Linked DNA regions of Mus musculus: all the other regions are linked to region 4. The links are chromatin contacts, called in public Hi-C and promoter capture Hi-C maps. All regions are on one chromosome and are shown on one strand. Each heading gives the region's core, a stretch centred on a gene start, on an enhancer-like site or on the middle of the called end of the contact. The rest is flanking DNA. Distances are from core to core; before and after follow the strand shown. Region 1 holds the start of Gstk1 (glutathione S-transferase kappa 1). Region 2 holds the start of Zyx (zyxin). Region 3 has its middle 65 kb from the start of 2210010C04Rik. Region 4 holds the start of Kel (Kell blood group).

Region 1 (2,700 bases), core at 60-2,559, 540 kb before region 4:
CATAATGGATTTACTCTATGCAGTTCTTGCTTCTCCCATCCCTCTCTTTTGGCTAGCTGATGCTGGGTTCCCCACACAAGCATGTTTTATTTCTTGATATCCTATGAAAGCCTCAGCTGGACTGCTCTCCACTACATTCCCCAGTGTTTCTGACCCTCTTCACTTATTTATTTCTGTTTCCTCTGAAACTGGAGTTATAGGTGGTTGTGACCCACCATTGTGGGTGCTGGGAATTAAATTAGGTCCTCTGGAAGAGCAGCCGGTGCTCTTAACTGCCGAGTCTTCTCTTCATCCTCCTCCTCACCTTTCTTCACAGTCTCACCAAAGAAATCCTTGGGTATGTTGAGGGGAACCTGGAAGAACTGCTTCAGGAGAGGAATCTCTTTGAAGATGTACTGGCCTTTTCGGGGAACCATAGCAGGTGGTTGGTTTCCTGGCAGTGGAGAGTTAAGACAACTGGTGAGAGAGGACATGAGGGTCTACTGGAACCTCTCCAGTAGAAAGCAAACTACTAGTTTAGGCTGAGGTCTGCATACTCAGTGCAGGACAGGCCCCTCAGGCCACAGAAAGCAACCCTCCTTGCCCAGAGAGGTGGAGCTTCTTCATGCTTACCGCTGTCTTTCATGATCCCAGCGATTAAAGTGGGCCGCAACTGCAGCTTTATATTCCAGAGGTGTTGGTATCTGCATAGGACCTACAAGTGCAGAGATAAGAAGGGGAGCTTGTGTGGCATTTGAGGGCTGTCTTCTGCCTCTAAGTGCTGGACAGAGATGGGGACTTCACACTGAACTGGTTGGTTTAATAGGACAAAACTCTCAGTTCTTTGAAATAGATACCAGAATGCTTACTCCAGTGTACGGTTTTCATCCCGTAGAGCATCCTAGCGCCCCTGATCCCCCTCCCCGAACTTGACCTAGCTTCATTGGAGTTGCCTCTGTTCTTTCTAGGGTCTGTGGAAAGAGAATATTTGACCTTAGGATCAGGACCCTACTTGGCGGAGTCTCGGTCCGTTTAAAGGCACAAAGTGAACTTGAACCTGAACCCTGTGCTAACCCTGAGGGCATCCACTGGAATTTCTGCAGCCCGGTGATCAGTGCCCCACTGTGCACTCGCCTCGCAGACCACAACCCGGGCGGCTCCCCCGTGTCACCTCAAAGCCCAGCCAGGAGTACGGGGACAGCACGTCGTAGAAGAGTTCCAGGATGCGCGGCGCCGGCCCCATTCTACAGTGGTGAGAGAAAGTGAACTTGAAGCCTTGGGCTGCCGAAGAGCTTTAGGTAGCTGAAGAGCAAGCAGCCAATCGTAGTCCGCGAATTGCAGGCGGGTCTGCTAAGGGCCCTAGTGCGCAGTCTCCGGGAGAGGCCCCGCCCTATAGGGCTGGCCCAGGGGTGTACACGGGTAGACCAAGAGCGGATGAGGAAGGCGGAGTCTGAGATAAAGGGGAAGGTCAGATCCAGAGAAGGATCTCAAGTGTGTGCAGCCAGCTCTAGAACTTTGTCCCTCAAGCAAGAAGGCAATACACAAGGATCCAAATTTGCGTTGGATGACGTTTAAAGACCGGCAATATGGAAGTTCCGAATTGCATCTTTTATTGTATTCACTTTCTCAGAGATAAGAACAATGTTTAGAATGAATTTGACAGTTGACATAGTGGTCTTTTAAAAAATCTTCATTCTATACATTACAGCACACCCAGGGGATGCCTGAAACTGTAGATGAAACTCTACATATTATGTTTTTTTTCTACACACAGTAAATTATAACTTATAAATTAGGCACATTAGTGATGAATGCTAGAAGAACCATAACATGCCACACTAAAATTTGTGCCTTATTATAATAAAAATGTTACTTGAACATAAGTATTTCATCAGTACAGCACTTGATCTGATAACGGAGGTGGTCACAGAAATGGAGGTAGGTAATATATACAGTGTGGACACACTAAACAAAAGGATGACTTACATCCCAAGAGGGAAGGCACAGGACTTCATCTGCTACTAGTATTATTCATTTATTTAGGGTTTTTGGGGGAGTGGGGTGGGGTCTTGATATGTTGCTTTGTATATCCTGGAACCATATACTATTGTTATCATTTATTATTAAAAGTTTTGGTATTATAGATGATATGGGGGGAAAAACAAAAATATATTCCCTTTTCGTCTGTGGAGGGGGTTTAGTGGGTCAATGGTGCAACTGTGTTGACCTGATTTTTGATCTTCAGAGTACACATGATGCTGTGTTTAGTAGCATTAATCTGTAATCCCAGTGTTCCTACTATGAGATAGGAGGTAGAGACAAGAGAGTCCTTGGAAGCTCCCTGGCCACTTATCTTAGCATACATAATACTGCTGTATATTCAGAACCTTGATTAAACAAGGTGGACAACAAGGAAAGACCTCCTCATGTGGGGTGCCCACATTGTAATATTCAAACATACGCACATCACATACTGACAGGTTAAAAATGTACTTACTTTTATTTTCTTACACCATTATATTGCTGAGAGTAATAGCTAGTGTTAAAAGAAAGCTTTAGACAACTTAGAGTACCTTTAGCAAAGAACACTTCAGACATTAGGTAGCATCAGGAGAGGTTCAAAGAGTGCCACTCTGCAATGTGGGCGTTTAATATTTACAGACAGAAAAAGTGATTAAGGCTCAGAAATAACTGGTCATGGTGAGGAGTTGGTGGTACTAA
Region 2 (2,700 bases), core at 106-2,605, 650 kb before region 4:
CTCCAGCAAAGCTGCCCTTCCAAGCCCTCCCTACCTGCGGTGGGAGCTGGGTAGGGGCCTCAGGCCCTCCCTCCTCCTCCAGTGGAGGTGGAGGGGAGGGGAAGATGTCCTCCTCCAGAGGAGCAGGGGGGAATGGTTCCTCGATCATCGGGGGAGGTGGAGGTGGGAAGGCACCTCCCAGGGCACCCTCTGAGTCGTCGCCCTCCCCAATAAGGGGAGGAGGGGGCAAAGGAAAGTCTGGGTAGGAAGGAGAGAAAAGGCTATCAGTACCGACCCTCTTTCCTCCTCTCCTCAGACGACTGCTTTAACCCCTAATCCAAGAACTCTTTCCTGCATCCCAAGAGTGTGTGCAGACCATAACGAGGGGCTCAGGATGCCCTGGGCGAAGCAGGTCGAGTGAGAACGAGCCAGGTTGAAGAACCGTGCAGCTCCCGTTACACTTCAGAGAACGGATCCAGAGGGGAAGATTCCTGGCCCACATTCCCGCCTCCTACCCCCAGGCGGGAGACTTGGAACAGTCCCAAGGGTCCTGGCTCCCAGCCAGGAGCTCCAAGATGAGGTAAGAACATCTGCTCAGGACAGGGTAGCCACCCAGCGCCCAGCCCCCTCCGCAACAGCCTTTTCAGACAACCCCAAATTCCCCAAACCACCGACCCCCACCCCTGGCGCCCGAGAAAGATCAGGGCCCCCAATCCCAGCCGCATACCTTCCGGGGGTGGTGGTGGGATCTCGCCCACCCGACCCATCTGCGCTCTTTGGGCCCCGGCTGCTACAGGAGGCTCGCTGTCCCCAGGCCGGAAAGGATTCACTTTGGGCTTTGGGGCCACAACCGGGGCGAACTTCTTCTGCGGGGCGTAAAACGCGGGGGCCGAGACGGAGACGGAGATCGCGGGAGGCGGGCGGGGGGCCGCCATGGCCAGGCCGGGCTGCAGGGGGTGGGGTCGTCAGGTTACGCAGAGCGGTGTCGGACTGACACTCCTCGGTCTAAGCGCCCCTCGGTGACCCCACCCGCGCCTCCCCGCGTCCCCTTCCCGGGGCGGCGGAGCTTCTCCCCGCTCCTCACCGCGCGCAGGAGCGTGAGAGGCGCGTCTCGGATGACCGCCTCGGCGCCGAGTCCGCGGACTCTGCGTCCCGGTCCGGAGCCGCTTCTAGCCAAGCGGGGAGGGACGTCGTGCACGGGAAGGGAGGGAGGGGGCGGGGAGAGAGCGGCGCCCAGACCATACAAGGAGCGGCCCGGAGAGGGGGCGGGGAGAGACCGGGGAGGGAGGACCCGACAGGAAACTCCCCCAGGAAGGGGCCCAGGTCCTGCCCCGGGCTCCAGGCTCTGCAAAGGTCCGCCTGCGGCCTCCCTACTCACCACCGCCCCCGCCGGGCACAGACCACCCTTCCCCAGCACAGGCCTCTGATGTCATTTCCTGACCTGCCACCTACCCCACCTCCCTCCTCCCGACCCGCGAGTGCTGGAGAACTGACTCACTGTCCGCACTCCAGGCTGAGCAGGCTGGCTAGTAATCCCAGCGGTCCTGAAGCAGCTCAGTCGCGCACCCCGGGCCTGCCTGCCATTGACCGACCCCGCCCCTCCCTGCAGCTTCAGCTCCGCGTCCCACGTGTCCTGTGGTCAGTCCCGGAACGCAGGACTGGGATGGAACTGTACTCCTGGGTGGGCGGGGGATGGTGAAGGGACGTTGGCCCTGCGGGCACTTGGCTCCCAGGCCGGCCTTCTGTAACCCACTAGTGTGTGAGCAGGAGCCTAAGCTGGGGGAATGCTAACTTCCTGAGCTAGGCAGCCTCTTAAGGCTTCTAGGAATTCGCTTTGCCCTAGACCCGCCTGCAATAGTATTGCCCCGGGGACAAGAGTCCAGTGCTTTGAGTCCAGGAATGGAGGTACAAGGGCGAAGTCAGGGCGAGTGGTCAGACAACCTAGGAAGACCCAAATAGCCCCCGGGGACTAGTCCTTGAGGATCCCTTCAGCAAGCCTTTCCCAGTCCCTCAAGAGTCTTTGGGTTGTCAGCGCGCCCCGGGACAAAGCTCGGTGGAGCCCCCCACTGGTCCTACCAGATTCCTCAGCCTGAGACTGCCCCAGGCTACATGAAAGAGATATGACTAAGCTGGTGTCTGCTTTTCTTACTTTCTTAATCTTGCATCTTTCCCTTCCGATCTTCTTCTTCTTCTTCTTTTTTTTTTTTTAAACAACACACGGAAACTTCGTCCAAATTATAGAGTTACGAGCTAGAGCCTCTAGTCCAATATCCAACCCTCGGTGCTTCCTTTGGTTTCGCCCTGTCATCCCTGGCTGAGGCTCCAAACCTTGGCGCTCCCCATCTGCTGCACCCTACTGTCCAGTATGGTTGGTCAGTATATGTCCTTGAGCTATGCTTTAGGGGCATGCAAACTAACCCCATGAACCTAGGATAAGAAACTGGGGGATGTTACCTGAAAAGACGGCCCCAAGGGTTGCACTCAGGTCAGAGTTAATTAACCCTGTTGGCAAAGATGGAGAAACTCCGTGAGGTCAGGGAGCCTGGTTTCCAACTCAGTGGACAAGATTTTTCATTCATTCGGTTTCATTGCCTCCATTGTAAAAGGGATGGCATTTAGTTCGTTTGCCTGCTGCTTTATGTGAAGAGATAAATAACATGCCATGCCTGAAAATTCTATATAGTTCTCAGTATTACTTCCAAGTTCCAGCCTGGAAAACAA
Region 3 (2,700 bases), core at 41-2,540, 600 kb after region 4:
GTGTGTGTGTGTGTTTCTGTCTGTCTTACTCTCTTTTATATTTATGTATCATATATATGATATATATCAAAATAGATAAGAAATATGCATATGCAGTTAAGAGTCAGTGACACATGCTTATAGAGAAAAGGAATTATTACAAAACACTAAAGTGGAAAAATTGGTTACTAATAATAGATAGGAGTATAAGGATATCATTAGCATTTTATTTATACACCATTGAATTTTTAATATTAAAAGGTATTTTATCTCCATAAAACTATGACATTTATAATTTTTTCATCAGGTGGAATATTTTATAATTTCTAAATAGAAAAAGACAAAAATCTATACCAGTGGGACACTGAAAAAAGGTTCATTTCCTTAATAAACTTAATAAATTGTAAAGCATAAAAGGCCCAAGAATTTAAGTATCGTGGCTGGCTTATGACTGGGGGTGGGTAAAAAGGAGTTTGATGTACTTGATATGTCTGTTTGATTTTAATAATTATAACTAACTTGGCTTTGACCTGTTAAATCCTGCCTACCATGAGAAAGTCAGGGCAACCTGTGAACTAAATAAATCCTTTCCTTCCCAAATTACTTTCAGTTACAGTTGTTTATTACAACAATAAAAAGCAAAGTAGGAAAATGTATGTGTGTTGTGTATGTGGAGAGAGAGAGAGAGAGAGAGAGAGAGAGAGAGAGAGAGAGACTCTTTATTCTCAGAGAATTTGAATAATTCTGTATTTAATAGGAAAAGTGCATTAGCACCATCTAGTGCCTAGTGTTTTAAATCTGAATTAAGTTCCTTGTATAATTTCTATTAATTCATGTTTTAATTTCTCTGGGCCTCTAGAGAGACTCGGTTTTGTTTATAATTCAGGTCATGTCAACTACACTATTATTCTAGAATTCATCGTAGGTTACAACTTTGTCAAGTGTGACTTCAGCAAGTAGGTGCGAAGATCTATTTTCCCTAAAGAAGATGCCTTTTAAGCTTTGATTCTCAAGTCATCTATTTTTGTTCTTCTCTGCCTCAGGACATTAAATTACACAAGTCTTTGAAGACTTAATGTGAATCATTCAGGCAAGAAGCTTGTGTTTTAATCTACTTTCGGTCTGTATTGAGGGATTATTTCAACCTCAAATGATTCTCAGAATTTTACAAAACCACATACTATATTCACTCTATAAATGGATTCTGCATTGTCATAATTGATGCTTTATAGCTATAAAGGAGGAACTGAACCTTCCTTGTTTAAAGTAAGCAGAGAGCTCTGGTAAGTGCCTTGTACCATGGCCGAGGTTGAGAATGGGTAGCAGATGAAACACAGTTATGTCTTGGACATCCAAAAACCCACAAATGCACACTCATGAGACAATGTAGCAGGTGTCCTATCCTCAAATTATCAAGAAGTATCTTTCTCTCAAGAAAATCAAGTGGCATTAGAGAAGTCATTTGTTTTCTCCATCACTTTTTATTTCTAGTGTTGATGATTTTTCGACTTGCTATCCTATCTTCAGAAGACACCAAAATCTAGGCAGAAGATGAGGGACTGAAATAGAGAGAAGAAAGAAGCCCAGGAGGTTAGTGAGAGGATATGAAGCTCAGACTTGCAGAAAGGAGTGTGATCACGATAAAACTCAGGATAGAAATTTCTGGTTCCATAAGATAAAGGGATAAAGATTCTCAGATAATACGGCTGGACTTCTGAAATGGCCAAGTCAAAAACTAAAGATGATTTCCTTATATTTCTTTGTTCAAATATTGGGCTTTAGTACTTAGGACATCTTTTGGGACAAGCAATAAAATCAGAACAAAACCACAGTTCCTACAAAAGGAGCTTTTCAGCCCCAAGAAGAAGAGAGGAAGTTTTTGTTTATCAACAAATAAATGTGAAATAGTGACTGTTAAGTCAAAATCAGGAAAATCTAACATGCTCTAGTGTCCTAATCTAATAGTCAAAAGAACATTTCCTTAAGGAAGTGGTGTTGGGCATCAGGGAGAAAGGTTGACATACATTCACAGAGAGTACAGATTGGGAGAAGCAGAGCCTTTTGGTCAAAGCAAAGTAGTTAAGAAAAGGAAATTATGGCTAGGCTGCAGAAGGTAGGTACTCTTGGGTAAGAGCTGAGTTCTTGGCCAACATTATTTTCTCTGATTCAAAGATTACCCTGTGATGTCACTTTTACTATCTTTTTACCATATTTTGAAGGTTTCCTGCAGTTCCCAACCCATAATATGCAAGTTCTCATCTCTCTCCTTTTTCACTTACTCTGTACTGAGGCCATTGCTGGAGCTTACTTACACATCATACTTTGCACACTTACACTTGAGCAGGAGACCAACAAACAAGCAGTGATGGGAACCTCCTCTCCCAACTCTACTTGGACATCCTCACATTATCTTTATGATTTGGGATTCTAACCACATGGGTTTTCTTGTTCATTTGTTTGTTTTTGTTCTCTCTATATGTATTCCTTTTAGACCAGCATTCTTAACCTTTGCCTTAAGTGGCAAGTAATGCTGCTCTTATCAAATCTGAACGGAACCTGTGTTGGTAGTAAATTATTAAGAATATGATTTCTCCCAATCACTCTGCAACTTTATCAGCTTATATCTCAGAACTGCGAAAAGGTGTTTGTACCCTGAAGTTTGCATGTATAGCATTCTACATAATTTCAGTTTCTCTTCTAAACCATCCTGCCTTCAGAGTC
Region 4 (2,700 bases), core at 100-2,599:
TTGCTGGGTCCCAGACTCTGGTCTCCTGATATTATGAAGCATCAATTTTCCCTTAATCTGATCTTCATTCCCACCCTTAACCAAAATCCCATTTCTGTTTCTGGCCTCACCATTCTTCTAGCCATCCAAGACAACAACAAAGCCGATCTGTGACCCCTTTACAATTTCCTAGCCCTAAAATCAGATTCCATGACTATTTTCCTGTGAAATCTTTACTACATGTTCGTTTCATTTGCCATCAGCTTAGGCCAGATCTTGCTTCATCATAGCACACTGGCAGGGTAGCCACTACCTTCTGGAGTTTTTGTTTCAATCTTTCCAAATCACAGTATCACACAGTTCTTTCTCAAATATTATTTTATTTTGTCACACGTTCCCTCAAGGGGCTCATTGTTCCCAATATCTTGCTTTATATGGCATTAAGTTTAGACCTTCCTTCATGACACTTGTCCCAAGTGACACTCTAGCTTTGCCTTACTTTTCAAATTGCATAGCCACCCTGCTGCATCCATGCCCCTCCCAGTGAATTCAAACTGCTGATACATACCATTAGCTTGACTATCTTAATACATCTCATTTTGCCTATGATGAGAATATAGAGAACAGAAATGTGTGTGCTTTGCTGCGACTGCTAACGGGGGCTCAGTGTGATGTGGAAAGCAGGATTTGGGCTTTAAAATTTCATCCATTCTGACTAACATTTATGAAACATCTTTGTAGATTAAGAAGAAAAAGAAATACTGTACCTACCGTAAAACATTCTCAACCGATAAGGAGATGAGGATCACATTGTCATAATATAGTGCAGAGTAAAGAAAGAGTCTCATAAGGGCTTCATTCTTTTCCAGCAGATATGAGACCCTGTGAGGCAGGCATGGGAAACTATTACCTTCATTTTCCAGATGATAAAACTTGCTTACCTTTCTGAGAGTACAAGTGGCTTGTTTATTGTTACAAAGCTAATAATTAGCAGATTGGGGTCTGCTACTTGGGTGATCTTTTTAATGTGTGGCTCTGACTACAACCAACAGGGCCATGGCTCACAAGGACAAGCAATGAAGCATGCTTGGGAACAGTGTTTAATGGGATGCTGAGCTCTCCCTGGCAAGTGCCATTTGACTCAGGAACTAAAGAATCTGGGAGATTTCAATCAAAAAAGAGAGGAGAGGAGAAAAGGATATTCAAGAAATAAAGAGACATTATGAACAAAGTTACAGAGCCAAACACAAGGAGCAGACGCAGGGCAAGATTGCTTGTTGAGTGAGCTCCTCCCTCTCTCCCCTGAGAAACTAAGATAAAAGAGGAGGTGAGGCCTGAGTGTTCCCTCACTGATAAGCAGGCTCCACCCAGAGGCCAACAGTACACATTTGGGGACAGAGAGAGTGGAAGAGTTGCCCCTTCTCCAGGGCCACTGGGACTAGGGGCAAAAGGGAGGTCATTTTCTGAATGCTTTAGATACAGCAGCTGAAACAAAACCAGAGAGGATTCTGGGAGCCAGAGAGGAGCAGAGACAGATGGCAAGTGTTCTTGAGAAACATCCCCTTCTGGAGACAGAGCCTAGTTGGGGGTTAGGGTGGCTATGTGCAAATATTGTGTCTCCCCAACAAGTGCTAGAGAGGAGGGAGTCTGAAGCCTCCAGAATAGAAGGGACAAGCAAGGCAGTTAATGGGGGAAGGTGGGGAAACTGGAACACCCAAGAAGTGCTTCATTCGGGAAATGGCCTTAAGATGAAAATGTGGGGAGGAGGGCCAGAGTGGCATGACAATTCTATCTTTAATATATCCTTCCTTTTGGAACCAGATTCTTTGCCCTCCTCCTTCCTCTAGTCACTTCAGGAGGAGAAGGACAAAAAGGGGGAAAGCTGAGGGGACAGAGCCAGAGCAGCACAATGGGACCTCCCTGGAGCCAGGAGGTAAGTGGCCTCTGCCATCACACTGATATCTTCTTTTTCTAAAGTCCTGAAAATCCTGTTTGATCCTTTCATCAAATGAATGCAATCTGTACTAAAGATCTAAGAAAGGCTGGCTTTTAAGGAGAATAAACAGAATTGCCTCTATACAAAGGAACAATAACACTAACCCTTTTACCCCCTTCTCCTTATAATCTTGTCCTCTCTATCCTCCCAAACTTCTTTGTGATGTTTTTCTTTTCCCCCTCTTGGTTCCCTGACTAGAGTTCTCCAGAAGAGAGGCTTCCCACTGAATGGAGCAGACAGTTGACAAGAGCCAGATGGGTGCTGCTAGCTGTCCTGCTCTGTGGCCTGCTCCTTGGTTCTTCTATGCTTTGGTTTTACATCTTCCGGAACTGTGGTCCTTGTAAGATCATGGAACACCCCTGACCCAGGCAGCCCTCTGTCATATGCCTTGGTCCCTACCTCTAATACTCCTGCCCCATGCCAAACTTGCCCCTATCTTCATGGTCCCTGGGGATCTAGACTGCTTTCTCTCTGAATCCAACACACAGCAGGCAACAAGTCCTAAGGTCTGTCCCTCCTATGCACCTCACTAAAAGTCCTTTGCCAGCCCCTGGGGGGAGCCCTTGTTCACTTTGTTCTTCTTACCTAGCTCTGAGCTTTTCTTTCACAGGTCCATGTGAGACACCTGTGTGTATGGAGCTCCTGGACCATTACCTGGCCTCTGGAAACAGAAGCGTGGCCCCCTGCACTGACTTTTTCAGCTTTGCCTGTGAAAAAGCCAATGG

The links. Promoter capture Hi-C pulls out the DNA fragments that hold promoters and counts their contacts. Hi-C and Micro-C count contacts between places; a contact is called where the count stands out from the background.
Region 1: a promoter capture Hi-C map of stem cell-derived epiblast-like cells shows a contact between it and region 4, with 4 times the contacts expected there. The contact joins the promoter of Gstk1 here to the promoter of Kel in region 4. A contact is called at or near these places in 10 of 39 promoter capture datasets (cranial neural crest, embryonic stem cells, frontonasal cranial neural crest and 5 more) and 1 of 9 other capture datasets (embryonic stem cells).
Region 2: a Hi-C map of the G1E-ER4 cell line shows a contact between it and region 4, with 2.7 times the contacts expected there. The contact joins the promoter of Zyx here to the promoter of Kel in region 4. A contact is called at or near these places in 2 of 484 Hi-C or Micro-C datasets (both in the G1E-ER4 cell line).
Region 3: a contact with region 4 is called in a Hi-C map of the G1E-ER4 cell line, with 4 times the contacts expected there. The contact joins the enhancer-like site here to the promoter of Kel in region 4. A contact is called at or near these places in 4 of 39 promoter capture datasets (embryonic stem cells, hematopoietic stem and progenitor cells, hippocampal neurons and 1 more), 3 of 484 Hi-C or Micro-C datasets (all in the G1E-ER4 cell line) and 2 of 9 other capture datasets (adipose tissue and liver).

Annotation. Positions count from the first base shown.
Region 1 is chr6:42,244,544-42,247,243 of GRCm38.p6, reverse strand. It overlaps Gstk1 (glutathione S-transferase kappa 1), which reads right to left and starts at 1,309. Exons shown (of 8, transcript NM_029555.2): 1 at 1,151-1,309; 2 at 613-694; 3 at 305-433. The coding sequence starts at 1,222.
Region 2 is chr6:42,348,483-42,351,182 of GRCm38.p6, reverse strand. Zyx (zyxin) reads right to left here and starts at 1,355. Exons shown (of 10, transcript NM_011777.3): 1 at 1,064-1,355; 2 at 707-926; 3 at 35-237. The coding sequence starts at 914.
Region 3 is chr6:41,098,956-41,101,655 of GRCm38.p6, reverse strand. It overlaps Tcrb. Among named protein-coding and RNA genes, the nearest start is that of 2210010C04Rik, 65 kb to the right of the region's middle. Within about 2 kb of position 1,290, at least 4 of the 459 cell types and tissues checked have an H3K27ac peak or open chromatin away from gene starts, as enhancers often do. A contact at or near this core is called in the G1E-ER4 cell line, where this site is marked.
Region 4 is chr6:41,702,974-41,705,673 of GRCm38.p6, reverse strand. Kel (Kell blood group) reads left to right here and starts at 1,349. Exons shown (of 19, transcript NM_032540.3): 1 at 1,349-1,517; 2 at 1,801-1,912; 3 at 2,174-2,315; 4 at 2,586-2,700. The coding sequence starts at 1,889.